Linked DNA regions of Zea mays: all the other regions are linked to region 3. The links are chromatin contacts, called in public Hi-C maps. All regions are on one chromosome and are shown on one strand. Each heading gives the region's core, a stretch centred on a gene start, on an enhancer-like site or on the middle of the called end of the contact. The rest is flanking DNA. Distances are from core to core; before and after follow the strand shown.

Region 1 (4,268 bases), core at 620-3,119, 140 kb after region 3:
AATGACTAAAATGGACCAGAACATGGTACAAAGATATATAAATGAGTCCATTAAAAACTCCTAAGAAATTACCAAAAGCCTACAACCCTAGAATTAAGGGTGTTAGGAGAGAGACACGCTTGGCCCCTGCCATCTCCCACGACTCTCTTCTTCCTCAGCCCTTCTAATGACGGCCTCTAAATTTGGGGTGTTATTCCCAAAGACTCAACTATTTCTATGGTTCCAAAGGGTCCAAAATCCAAGGAAGATTAAGGTATTAAGTCCCTTTTCAGCAATACCTTACACCTAGAGGTTGATGAAATTCCTCGCAAATACACATCCAATTAACAGATGGTCTATGGACCCATGTTCTTGATCAAAGCGAACATCGTTCCAGGTGTTCAAGCCATTGTTTTTGTAACTGGTCAGATAACCACATAAAAAACTTACAGTTCGATGGAGCCATGAGTGCCAAAGTCTCACACAAAGTTCAAACTGGACTAATCTAATGAAAATGCTTTCATAAGTAGCTTTAGCTTAGTGTTTGCCATCAGTTGCAAATCTGAGAATGTGTTTGTCCTCCCCTTCTTGGTGCAGCTCGATCGTGCATCGTGCATAAGACATATTATGCACGATCGAGTTGTAGCTCGACAGTACCTCATGATGACAATACCTCACGATAGGATGAAAAAATGGCAGTGTGCTGCTAGGGGTGGTAATGGATCGCGATCCAAATGGTTATTCACAAAATGGTAGGGCCCTAAATAAATTCTAGTTCAAAATGAATGGAAATAGGGTCCGATCCTTGAATTTTATAGTATAAAATTTAGAGCTCATTGTCACCCTTATGTGCTGCAGTTCGAGGAGAGAAACAAGCCAAAAGTCCGACAATTATTATTATTTACTTTAGATTTAGATGCCATCTTTCATGAATAATTAGATCATAATTTATCAATTAGCTCAGATGACGAATGGACTAGACTATCTTCAATCATATCCTCTATATGCCTTCTTTATAGTCTTATTAAAAAGATTATCTCCTTTATATCTCATTCTTCTTCTTCTTTATACTTACCAAAAACCGTATATAGAAATCGTAGCAATACACGAGCAATAAGAGGACAAAGAAAAACAAATATGAAGAAGGCACAGGTAAACCATATCTTTCAAGAACAAGAGAAAATAACAGCAAACACGCTCTAAAAGACAAAGGAAACTGAAAGGGGAGTCAGGACGCTGCATCGAGCCTGTTCTTCATACACTCTAAAAGAAAAAGGAAAAAATATTACCTCTAGAATGCAGTTCAATCTTTTTTTCCCTAGTTGCCTTTCAACTGCAGTGCTGTAGATAAATCGTATAAAAGAAAAGGCTCCAAGACTTTGAATGGTCTTGGTATGAACAGATCGTTTTTCTTCTTGCCTTCCAACTGCAGATCCTACTTTTGATATGGATCACATCAACCAACCCCAAGGCTTTTAAGGGATTTTTATATGACCAATCCTCCGATATGTCAATCGCTTGTGGCAGATGACAAAACAAAACCCTAGCACCGCAAACATGTGCTCCTCTGACGGTGGGCACCATAGAATCCAAGTTGCATATTTATAGGATAGGAAACCGCCCTAGATATTTTCGTGGTAGGAACTAACTCCAGATCTGTTCAAGAATCTGAGGGGATAAGCAGAATCCAAACCTCTGCTTGGAGATGAATCTATAAATAAATAAAATCCGGAAGAAAAGGACCAAACGGGCCTCTCTGCTGCAGCAGTGTGGCCTTATCGGCTGGGCGGCCCACATGCGGCCCTACCGTCCCGACCCAATGCTAACGCTGGGCCCAGCCACCGGCGGCCGGTCACCGCCACGGTTCAGCGCTCCCGCCTGTCCTGGTTGCCGACTCCCGGCGCGCTCCGTTCGAAGGCATCTCTTCGCGCGCCACGCGCCTAGCGCATGCCGAGCCACCGTGATCGTGCCCGACCACGTGTGCTCCACCCGCGCTCACACCCCGCCCTGCGCCCCGTCCAATCTTCTCCCACAGCAACTCGTTCCTTCCCCGCATCCCTTGCCGTACTTCGACGTCCGCACGGTCTCGGCCGCTCGCTGATAAATAAACGCAGTGACCAGTGACGCGCACGGATCAATCACGTAAAGGCGAGACCGCAAGGACACCGAGCTACTTCGAATACGAATACGAGCTCAGCCTGTTCCGAGATGGACGACGAGAGCGAGGCGAGAGCAATGCCGCGGCGGCCCACGCCGCCGTCGCCACCCCCGTGGGAGGCGCTCCACCTCGTCGCGCCGTTCCTCGACGCCGCATCCCTCGCGGCGGCGTCCTGCGTGTCCACCTCGTGGCACACCGCCTTCGCCGCGGACGACCTCTGGGCGCGGCTCTGCGCGCAGCACTTCCCCTCCGCGCTGGGCCTCCTCCCCGACACCGACAGCGACCGGCGGTGCTCCTCCCCACCCCACCGACGCCTGTTCAAGCTGTTCCGCTCCGCGTCCGTCCGCTGCCGCGCGCTCCCGGCCCCGCGCCTCGCCCTCGCGGACGTCTCGTTCGCCGTCGACGTCGTCACGGCCGGCGGCGACAGCACGCTGTCCTTCCTGGTAGCCGCGGACAAGGCCGCCCACGTCGAGAATTCCGCGGGGCTGTTCCTGTTCGGGGTCGACCTGAGCGGTCGGAACGGGGCGATCGGGCCAGGGGAGTGGCGCGTCAGGTGGACGGCGGTGCGGACGGCGGCGCGCCGCGGCGAGGAACCCGCGGCGGTCCTGATGATGGACGCCAAGGTGCCGGCGGCAAGGGCGGCAGGAGCCGTCGCCTTCGGCGGCAGAGGTGAGGCGGGGGTCTCGGCGAGGCTGCCCGCGCCCGGCTGCGGCGGCGCCAAGCTGGACGCGGAGGTGGTGGTAGAGCTGGCTGGGGAGGAGAAGGCCGTCGGGAAGGTGAGGCTCGGAGTGATGTGCGAGTGTCGGTACGTGTGCGCCGACGAGGGGCTCCGGTACCTGCAGCATTTCCTCGTGTGATGTAAAACGCACGTGATTCTTCGATGATCTCGTGCACGCGGTCGAATGAGAACTCCGCTTGAGGGAAGCAGAGTAGTGTAGCTGTGGAGGTAGTGCAATGAACTGAACCCCGAAGTCTCATTTGTTGTTTTCGCCGTTTAATAATGGTTTCATCTTGTAGTTGTTCATATACTTTTTCGGACATCTTTGTGTGTGTGTGATGATTCTCAGATTAAAGCATCTTCAAGAGTTCTCAAAACATTATCCTATTCCTTTCCAATTCTTGGTTTTGTATTCCAGTTCTTGTTTTTTTACAATATCCAAAAAAACATCTCTATCCTGATTCCTGACAGCCCAGTCAATTCTTGTTTGTTTACAATATCCAAAAAAACATCTCTATCTTGATAAGTTCGAACATACTCCGTTGATCATCTTGGTGAGCCTTGTCTTTAATCCATATTGTTTTTACTACTTCTACATTATTTTTGTTTCTATAAAGGCTTTAATTCGAAATCTGTATCGACTTTTACTACTACTACACTATTTTTGTCTCTACGAATTAGAGTTAGAGTTAGGCTTTAATCAAAGTGTGTCAATCTCAAGTGTGTGTCTCCAGTCTCGGCAGAGTTGAAACGTGTTACACTGTCATGATATATCACATCATGATCCTACCGATTCAGCTTACCTACGTTAGGTCAGATGGAGTTTATCGATGTGTATTTAGAGTTTTAGACGTTCCACTACTGTCCGTAGATAATGGTTCGGTTAAATACGTTGTTTCATATGCTGTCCGTAGGTAACGTTCGGTTACCTGCATTCGGTCAGATGGGATATATTGATCGTGCATTCAGACGTTCGGTCTGATGGAGTCTACTGATTGTGTTTTAGTCGTGTTACACTTACACCACGACGACCCTGCCGCTGCCGACGCAGACTACTCGGTTCTGTTCTGCAGCCACAGATGCAGACTACTCGCGCTCGGCAGCCGCATGGAGTCTGTCTGTACGTGACGACGCTCGGCGGCCGGATACTACGTGTTCAGGGCACACGAGGTGATATGCGACGGTGTTGTATACTGTAGTTTTTTCTCTCTGAAAGTGAACCTCTCATCCAAACAGGACTCGATGTTGGGCTTCCCAGGCCGGACGTGGGAACAACAAACGCGGGTACACGTAAGGATTTTTCTGAGGAGAAGAGGACAGGACAGAGTGTTTAGGGTGTTTGGTTTGAGTAATAAGTAAGACATTTTTTTCACTTTTCACTCCTTACTTTTTAAAAAGTTTAGTTTGTGCAAT
Region 2 (4,348 bases), core at 1,342-3,841, 160 kb before region 3:
CCCTATTGTCGCTTTGGCTGGATTGTCTTTCTTGGTCCTCAGATAAGATATAACATCAGTATGGGTTGGAAAAAAAAGGTTTAGGAAAAAAGAGTGTTAAATGTAAAAAGATCGATTGCGCGTTAGATATCTCAATTGACCATGTAACCCCTGTTTTGTAGGGAGCAGGGGCCGTCTTATCCCGTTGGAAAACCACGTGGTACAATTATTATGTTGTTTTTACAGTGTTTTTTTAGATTAGGTCAAAACTAATCGTGGGGGCCTCTTAAAATTGACCTGGGCCCGATTTGAGTGTCAACAGATGTTTGGAGTAACTCAACTTGCAATATTAGGATAGATAGATAAGGGCCCTATCCTACGCGTGTCTACTGAGGTTATACATGCTTAAAAAAAGGTATTGCCCATCTTTTGTTCCAGCTGCGTAACACTTTCCAAACTTTATAGCGCTGCATGTTTCTTGTTGCTGATAAAAAAACTGACACTATTGCTACTTTTTTTGCTGCATCACAACAGGTTAAGCTTACCATCATGATTGAGGACCCTAGAGATATAGAAAGAAAGAGAACACTCGGGATAGAGGATCCTGATGAAATTACTAGGGATGATTTAGCTGACGCTTTGGCTGAGGTACATCACCGTTTCCCTGCAATATGCTACCTGGAGCTTTTCTGACAGTCTCTTGCAAGTGAATATTATTGCTCATTCCGTTTGTGAATATTGTGGGTTGCCTACTGGCATCCTCATCCACTTTTACCGCTGGCATATATTTTATGTATCTAGGTGCAATGTAATGCTCCACTGATATTTAATTAAAAAAGATACCTGCATAGTCTAATGCTGTGGGTATATGATAATGATAATAATGCGGAGGAGAAATCTTAAGTATGTCCTTTCATTGTATCATGCAAGCCATGTTGTCTTTCTTTCCACATATCATTGTGAATGATTGTGCAAAGTCAATAGATAACGTTTTAAGCTATCCCCTATCTATTTCGTCTCCCTATTTTTTCTTAAAACGTCACTAATCATATCAAATTTGTTCCATTATGATCTCCTCTTCCACCCAGAAATATATTTTTTTGAACAAACCAGCAGGAGGCAGTGCCGATTTCATTAATACAGAAGAGTTACAGGCCCCGGGAGGCTAAACAAAACTGAAGAAAGAATTATACAATGACCACACTGAAATATAAAACAGAAAAAAGCAATATGGCTGCTTGTTTTTAACTGGAAATAACAGATTCATATGGAAACAGTATGCATATTCTTACAAAGTTTGTTGTCTTGGTTCTCAACAAAGACATAATGATTCTAGATTTGTGGAGCCCCAATTTAAAAAGAAATAAAATACTGATACATTCTTCACCTTCGTAGTGCTACTGCTAACGTTTGTCACTTCACATGAACAGTACCTGTGTTGGCTGCTAATTGGTCAGATCACATAATGATGAAGATGTAATTTCTTGCAAAAACCTGGACCACTAATGCCGTGTTTGCATATATATTATATAGGTTAACGAAGGAAAGATTCCAGAGAATCGTGTTGCACTTCAGTTGCTTGCCAAGGAGATGGCAGAATGGCCAGACATTGAGGTAACAGTGAAAACTCAATTATTCTCCTTCCGCCCCACTGCATTACCAGCAAGAGTCCACTAGTGTCATTTCCCTGAGTCTAGTATTCTTTCACCCATACTTCATTGTTCCCTTCGTTTTATTTAGTTTTTTTTCCATCTTTCAACAATTTCTTGAGTACCACAGTTGTTTTCTCTCTCTTTAATGAATGTTAAGTTATAACTGAATTTTAACATGGAGTTTCCGTTTTCAAATCCATTGTACAGATAGAAGCTCCAAAAAAGAAGAGCAAACCTGGGAAATCTGTCTATGCAAAAGCCACAGATACTGGCATCGATCCTGAGACAGCTGCTAAAAGACTTAACCTTGACTGGGACTCTGCTGCTGATATAGATGGCGAAGAGGAGGACGATGATGAAACTGAAGTGCCGTCTGCAGTGGTAAGTTTGTCTTTGAAAGTACTCCAGCAAATTTTATACTCATGGCTATTGTGGGTAAAGCAAGCAAAAAGAACAACTTTCAACTAAATGCTCATACCTTAATGTTCTTATACCACTTATTTTAACGTGTTTTTTTTTGTTTTGTTCTGCAGGGATATGGTGCCTTGTATTTGTTGACAGCTTTTCCGGTTATTATTGGGATCTCAGTCGTCCTAATTCTTTTCTACAATTCTCTGCAGTAGCTCCTCCCCTTCTTGAGTGAGAATGTGAGATGTTGCTGCATTCTTGTAAATCTGAGTTACAAGGCTAGTTAATCAGTAACATTTTTTACGCCAGTGTTGCAAAGATATGACAACTTGTATAGATGTCAAATTCCAAATTTTGGAATGTAAGATAGTTTTTTTTAAAAAAATCGTGTGAAATATAACTTCTTGTTGTTTGCCAGTAATCTAAACCAAGGTTTTTTTAAAGAAGAATATATTTGAATAAATAAAGTTTTTGTCAACATTTGATTGACTGGGATTTATTCAAAATCCTAACTTGGTAGGAGCCACGAACAAAGAGTCAATGATATCATGTACTACCTGATAATGTAATACACCATGACCTGCCCATCCAAGGAAACAGCTGATCACAGTTGTGTAGACAGAATCGCAGGCTCGCTGGCCCAACCGCCCATGGCTCCAAGCTTTCGGATACGATCAAGTGAGAAGTCAACCGAACAGCTCACCGACACAGCATGGCCTGGAGACAATGTATGACCACACGACTGCTGCCCTGATGTGCTCTCCACCATTTCGTGAAGCCCATTCCATGTGTTTTTCTTCTCAATTGCACAATGCACGCACAGGTAGAGAGCTCCGGCAAGCTCACTTTTCCTTGTGCCATGAGCCAAGAAGATGCCTCTTCCTTCAAGAGAGAAGCTGAAGCTCGAGTAGCAGACGATGAAGAGGAGGGCCGGCGATTCCGCTCCGGTTCGTCGGTCACCGACCTCTCGAGCAACGCGTCGTCGATTAACTACCGCAAGGCGCGGCAGGGCAAGATCGGCGGGGACGGCTTCTGGTGCGGCGTCCTGTGCATGTACCTGCCGGGCCTGTCCAGGAGGCGGTCGATGCAGCAGCAGCAGTCCATGAGCCTGAGCGAGGCGAACACGGCCGGGCCTGCCGGGGACCGTTCGAGCACGGTGTCGAAGGTGGCCTCCATGGAGAGGTTCAAGTACAGCTCGTCGTCCTCGGGCGCCGCGTTCGAGCGCACGGGCGCGAGCGAGGAAGAAGAGGAGGTGTCGGCGTACTTCGACCTGCCGCTGGAGCTTCTGAGGATCAGCAGCGTTGACACGGAGTCGCCGGTCACGGCGGCGTTCGTCTTCGACGGCAACCGCGGCCGGAGCGCCAAGAAGATCGTGCCTGAGATCCCGGACCTCGATTTTAGCTTCCCCGCGCCGCCGGTTTTCTCGAATCCTTCGTCGCCAAGGTCTTGAAAGTTGAAACTATCAGAGAGGAGGTGCTCAATATCCTGCAACGCGTTGCGCTTTCGGTGTTCCACTTTTTTCTTGCTGCTGATGTCTGGTGTCTGGTGTCTGGGGCACGTAGGTTAAGGTCGTAAAATTGTCTGCTGATTAGGTCAAATTATGCGATTCTATATTCGATCAAGCTAGCACGCTGTGCATTGCACAACTGCCATGGATCCAGACAGGCCCTAAGTGAGGGCATAGTGTGGTTCATGACTTCCCGGCTCGAGTTAGTCGTTGGCATCCAATCTATAGAGTGCATTACATTTAGCCTGGATTTGGATCATTGACTCATTTGGGTGTGCATGCTGCTTTCAGCAACTTGCGGATTTCACCTGTCATACACTCATACTGCTTCTGAGCAAGTACCATTTCTGGTCTAGTGAAACCATTGCCTTCTCATTTAAAAAACACCTTTGCAGATTGCAAGGCTTTTTTTTCCAAGATATGCACGTACAGTATTTGCATAAATTTTGAACGCCGCTCCGCTCACCAACATATAATTTGTGCTACTGCTAACCTCAGTTCTTCTGTACGATCAGTTTAGCTCTTGCATGCCCCGCCTCAATCCTATACTGCTCGCCTACCCCGAAGTGCGCCATCAAGAACCAAACGACCGTGAGCAGCTCGCCGCCGGTGCTCAGCTGCTTGGCATGGAAGTTGCTTTGGCACTTGTTCGCGGCATAGCAGAGCATCTCCACCCACACCACACGGATGACGCGCCACCGCTTGTGCGGCTGCAGCTCCAGCAGCGACTTGGCCAGCCGGCACGCGTCGAACAGCACGGATTTGCTCCGGTCACCCTTCACGTCCCTCGGCGCGATCTCGG
Region 3 (4,212 bases), core at 46-2,545:
TGGCCGCATTAACCACGCCTAACATCGAGCCACAGCGTGACCACCAGTCCACTTTCCACTCATGACCTAAGGACCCCTCAGGCCGCATAGCACTCATGACCTACAAACCCTCGGACTACTGTGCATTAATGGCTCGCGCGCCCACGGACTGCGACACACTTATGGCCTATCGGACTAGGCCTGAATGCGCATACCTCCCGCAGGGCACTACACGACGGACTGCACAGAGCCCTAGGCTACAGAAGCCAGGTCTCGACATAGCCGGAATGATGCAACTAGGACCATCGCCGCCCCCGCGTCATCCACTACGATAAATACGCGATAGCCAGGCAGCCCTAGGCCCCGCGAGTACACATGGACTTACCCGAGGTAAAACACTAATTTTACCCCTACCTTATGGCTCCTTCCTAGAGGAGTCACCGTTGGCCGATCCTTCTCCCGATCTATAAAAGGGAGAGGGTCGCCTCAGGACGAGAGGACGGAGAGAGGATATCGACTTGGAGACGACCGGAGGCCTTCAGACGGAAACGAGCCCACAAGGATGAATAGGAGGAGGAGCGCCGACGAGGACCAGGAGGCCGGAGCCCCCACTAAATCAAGACTTAGCTAGGACTCCACCTCTCAGCTTCTAAGCTCCACTTCCACCCCAACAAGAGACATGAGAGCCTCCCTCCATCTCTCGATTGCTTATAACCCCTACTACGAGTTTCCTCATCAATGGTGATGGTAGTGCAAGTCACCGATGACTAGATATTGGATGTTCTATCCGAACCAGTATAAATCTTGCGCCCTCCGCGCACACCCTCCAGAGCCCGGAACGCGCAATTGCGCACAATAAATTTACTTGTCGGAGCGAGGTACGAAACACCGATAAGATAACACTGTTTATAGAGTGGAGTTTGAAATAGAAATTATGATAGGTGACGCTAGAGAGCCTTTACAGCCCTCATGTGAGAGCATATCCAATAATACTTCAAACTGCTGCCTCAAATTGAAATATAGAGCTTTACACAGGAAAAACTACTCCAACAACGCCTCATTTTATAAAATTTGGTCAAAAAATTATAAAACACACTCTCAAGTAACTCAAATACACTATATTGTACTGAGCTGTACTATAATATACATTTAAGGCTTTACAGTTGGAACTAGATATTTTGTTGGTGCACTAAATTATATTAAATATATTCATTTTTAAATTGTAGGATATTTTTTATAGGTCACGTCAGTGATCTATACGGATTGGCGAGGCAGGGCAACTCAAAACGGATTTTCTACCACAAACAGGCTTCTCAGCCGCGTGCCAGTGACAGGGTCTCGAATTCTCGATACGATCGTCTTGTCTACCCTACTGGCCTACTACTCAAGTCAAGGTCTCGCCTTCGCAATACTGCGTCCGCCTTTCTCTAGGCGACAGGCGAGCTCCCACGCCTCACCAAATTTTGGCGGGTTTTCGACCTGGACATTGCTCGTTGCCCGCCCTCCTCAGTTCCTGCATCTCTCCCATTCCACAGCTGCCGCCTGCCGGCATATCGCATACCCTAGGGCGCAGGGCCACTGGAAATCGCTGAAGCGCCTCGGTGCGAATGCTCCTCTCCAACATCTTTGAGCCGCACGGGACAGCAGGTGGGTGCTTTCTCGTTTTCTGAATTTTGGTTTCTCATTTGTGCCGTGTTACTTTTATCCCCAAATTAGAGATGCATATCATGCAAAACAGCAAAAGATACTTATCTAAATGGAGAAAAGGGCATACGCCCAAACCAACAAGTTTCTGTAACAAATACTAGTAGTGTGTGTGTGATTCTATTAAACTTGTATATGTCGTCCTATTGTTGACCAGACTAACCCAAGAAATACAACTGGAAAAAAAAACAGGATAAGCAGCATAATGGCGTCCTATTATTCCTCTTGGAGGCAAAGGCAGACAATCCGATTTCCAAGGCTGCAAACTATAAATCACGGTCAGGTGATTTCATTCCAACATATGCTCGGGCTGCTTGTTCGTCCAGATGTTGGAGTAATTGTCATCCAAGGTATTGCTGGCTCTGGAAAGACATGGGCTGCGAAGGCTGCATACCGGGCAGCAAGGACTTCGAATCTCTTTCAAGAGTATGTTTGGGTTCCCTTGTCAATTAACTGTAGCATGAGACAGTGTCTCAATAAGATTGCAGCATCTCTTTCATGTAACAAAGGAGATAACTTGTCTGTAGAAAGAACCAAGGCCATAATCAAGGAATATCTCACAGCACGGAAATTCCTCATTGTTCTTGATAATGTTTATTTTACTGAAGAGGGTATCTTAGAATACCTGGGAGTTCCTCGTCCTCGACAGCAAAGTCTTGGCTCAAAAATATTTGTGACTACACGAACTGTGAGGGGAGAATCAATCATGGAGCCAGATGTAGTTATAATGCCACAACCTCTTACTTATGAAGAGTCATACGACCTGCTGCGTGAAAAGATTGGAAAAGATATCAACTTTGCACATGACTTAATCAGTTGCTGTTTTGGCATGCCGCTCACAGTCATTCTATTGGCTGGGGTTCTGTATGGCTCACCTACACAAGAAGCATTTGATGAGTTGGTCGCAAAAGCGCATGTCACTCTAGAAGCTCAGACATCAGCGTTAAACACCATGAAGCGCCTGGTGAAATTTGGATACCAGCAGCTTCCTAACAATAATGTGCGACGATGCTTGCTGTACTGCCTACTCTTCCCGGAGGATCAAGGAATTTCAGTCAAAAATCTGGCACTGGAAAACAGATGGTCTACTCCAGAAAACTACTGATTTTGATGAGGTTAACCATATTGGCAAGGAAATTCTTGATGTTCTCATAAAGCATGGCATGTTATATTTGGACGTCGATGGTGATTATATACGTCGATGGCATGTTATATTTGGACGTCGATGGCATGTTATATTTGGACGTCGATGTAGATAGGAGGTCGTTCGATTCCATCACCTCCGCCACCTATAGCTTGACTACACGACGGCCTCAGGTATACTCGTTTTTTACACAATATTAATCGATCATATAACTGCTTGATGTGGTTAGTTATTTATTAGTGTATAGTTAGTATTAAGTGTTTAGGCATTATTAGATTAGTAAGTATATAGGTAGTAGTATATAGTTATATGTAAGCAATTATCTATTACTTATTTATTACTTAGTAAGTATTTAGGCATTAGTATATTAGTAGATGGGGATAGTATTTAGTTAGGCATTAGTTGATAGTGTTAGTCAGGTACCATCTTTAATGGTTATTGAGTTATGAATCCGTGTTTGTAATAGATGGACACCCTAGTGACACTATAACGTGGAGGAAGCGTGGAGGAAGATGTTTATAGGAATGTTAGTTTTGATGTAATGAAGAACGTGAATGTGATGTTCGATGAAAGGCCCTCTTTTGGCTAGATTTTCGCAAGAGCTTGTGAGGAGATTAGTTGCAATTTAAACGACCCTGTCAACATATCAATTGAGGGTTTATTGTCCCATGTTGCATCTGGGACAATATTTTGACAGTTGATCTCCATTGGCTCTGAAGATGACTGGTTGAAATATGTCAAAATTGTGATGACGATTGTTCACAAATTTTGACATATGCATCTCCAGTCGGGTTGAAATATGTTTGGATGTGGTCGTTTGAAAGTTATTCTTTGAAGCTCCAGTCGGTTATCTCCACAAATGCCAAATGCATCTCCTTGTGAAGCTCTTTTGCCTAAGCTTCCGGAAGAAGTGATGCTTGTGTCGGATGCTCAATCGGTCCCAAACGAGGTTGAGATCCCTCATCCAGTTCATGGCGTTTGTGGGGCCTCGAATTCGGTGGTACCCCCCAGGACATCCCTTTGACCCAGGATCATCCTAGTAAGTGTCTTTAACACGCTATTCATATGCATCGTTAATTCGTTTGATGAGACTTTAATGTAGTATTTGCTCCTTCGACGCGATGCATGAGTTCGACAACTATATAATGGTGCTTATCTTTCTGTGCCCCTATCATCCAATATGGACCACATATGCAGTGCCTCAAATAGTGTTGATGTTCAGATTGAGGATGAGGAGGAGCTATATGAGGCTGCACGGGTGTAACACCCTGAATTTGGGGGTATAAAATTTCTTTCTTAATACCCACCAAATTCAGGTGTTACCCTCTCCTCTCCTTGCTTTTCTTTTCTTTCTCCTAAATAGTGAAGAAGTATTTTTGTGTTAT

The links. A called contact is a pair of places that touch in the nucleus more often than the background predicts.
Region 1: a contact with region 3 is called in a Hi-C map of leaf, with 5 times the contacts expected there. The contact joins the promoter of LOC103651104 here to the promoter of LOC103651107 in region 3. A contact is called at or near these places in 2 of 25 Hi-C or Micro-C datasets (ear and leaf).
Region 2: a contact with region 3 is called in a Hi-C map of tassel, with 3 times the contacts expected there. The contact joins the promoter of LOC112552145 here to the promoter of LOC103651107 in region 3. A contact is called at or near these places in 5 of 25 Hi-C or Micro-C datasets (ear, leaf, root tip and 1 more).

Annotation. Positions count from the first base shown.
Region 1 is chr3:193,289,623-193,293,890 of Zm-B73-REFERENCE-NAM-5.0, reverse strand. LOC103651104 (protein MICRORCHIDIA 6) reads right to left here and starts at 1,869. Exons shown (of 18, transcript XM_008676707.4): 1 at 1,269-1,869. LOC100279082 reads left to right here and starts at 2,109. Exons shown (of 1, transcript NM_001152132.2): 1 at 2,109-3,226. The coding sequence starts at 2,188. The coding sequence ends at 2,994.
Region 2 is chr3:193,591,166-193,595,513 of Zm-B73-REFERENCE-NAM-5.0, reverse strand. It overlaps LOC112552145, which reads left to right and starts at 2,591. Exons shown (of 2, transcript NM_001363917.1): 1 at 2,591-2,767; 2 at 2,863-3,657. The coding sequence starts at 2,615. The coding sequence ends at 3,489. LOC100275005 reads left to right here. Exons shown (of 6, transcript NM_001149226.1): 3 at 514-627; 4 at 1,513-1,593; 5 at 1,839-2,012; 6 at 2,165-2,424. The coding sequence ends at 2,254. LOC100501828 reads right to left here. Exons shown (of 2, transcript NM_001196479.1): 2 at 3,901-4,348. The coding sequence ends at 4,041.
Region 3 is chr3:193,429,943-193,434,154 of Zm-B73-REFERENCE-NAM-5.0, reverse strand. LOC103651107 (disease resistance protein RPS2) reads left to right here and starts at 1,295. Exons shown (of 3, transcript XR_004857334.1): 1 at 1,295-1,626; 2 at 1,876-4,212.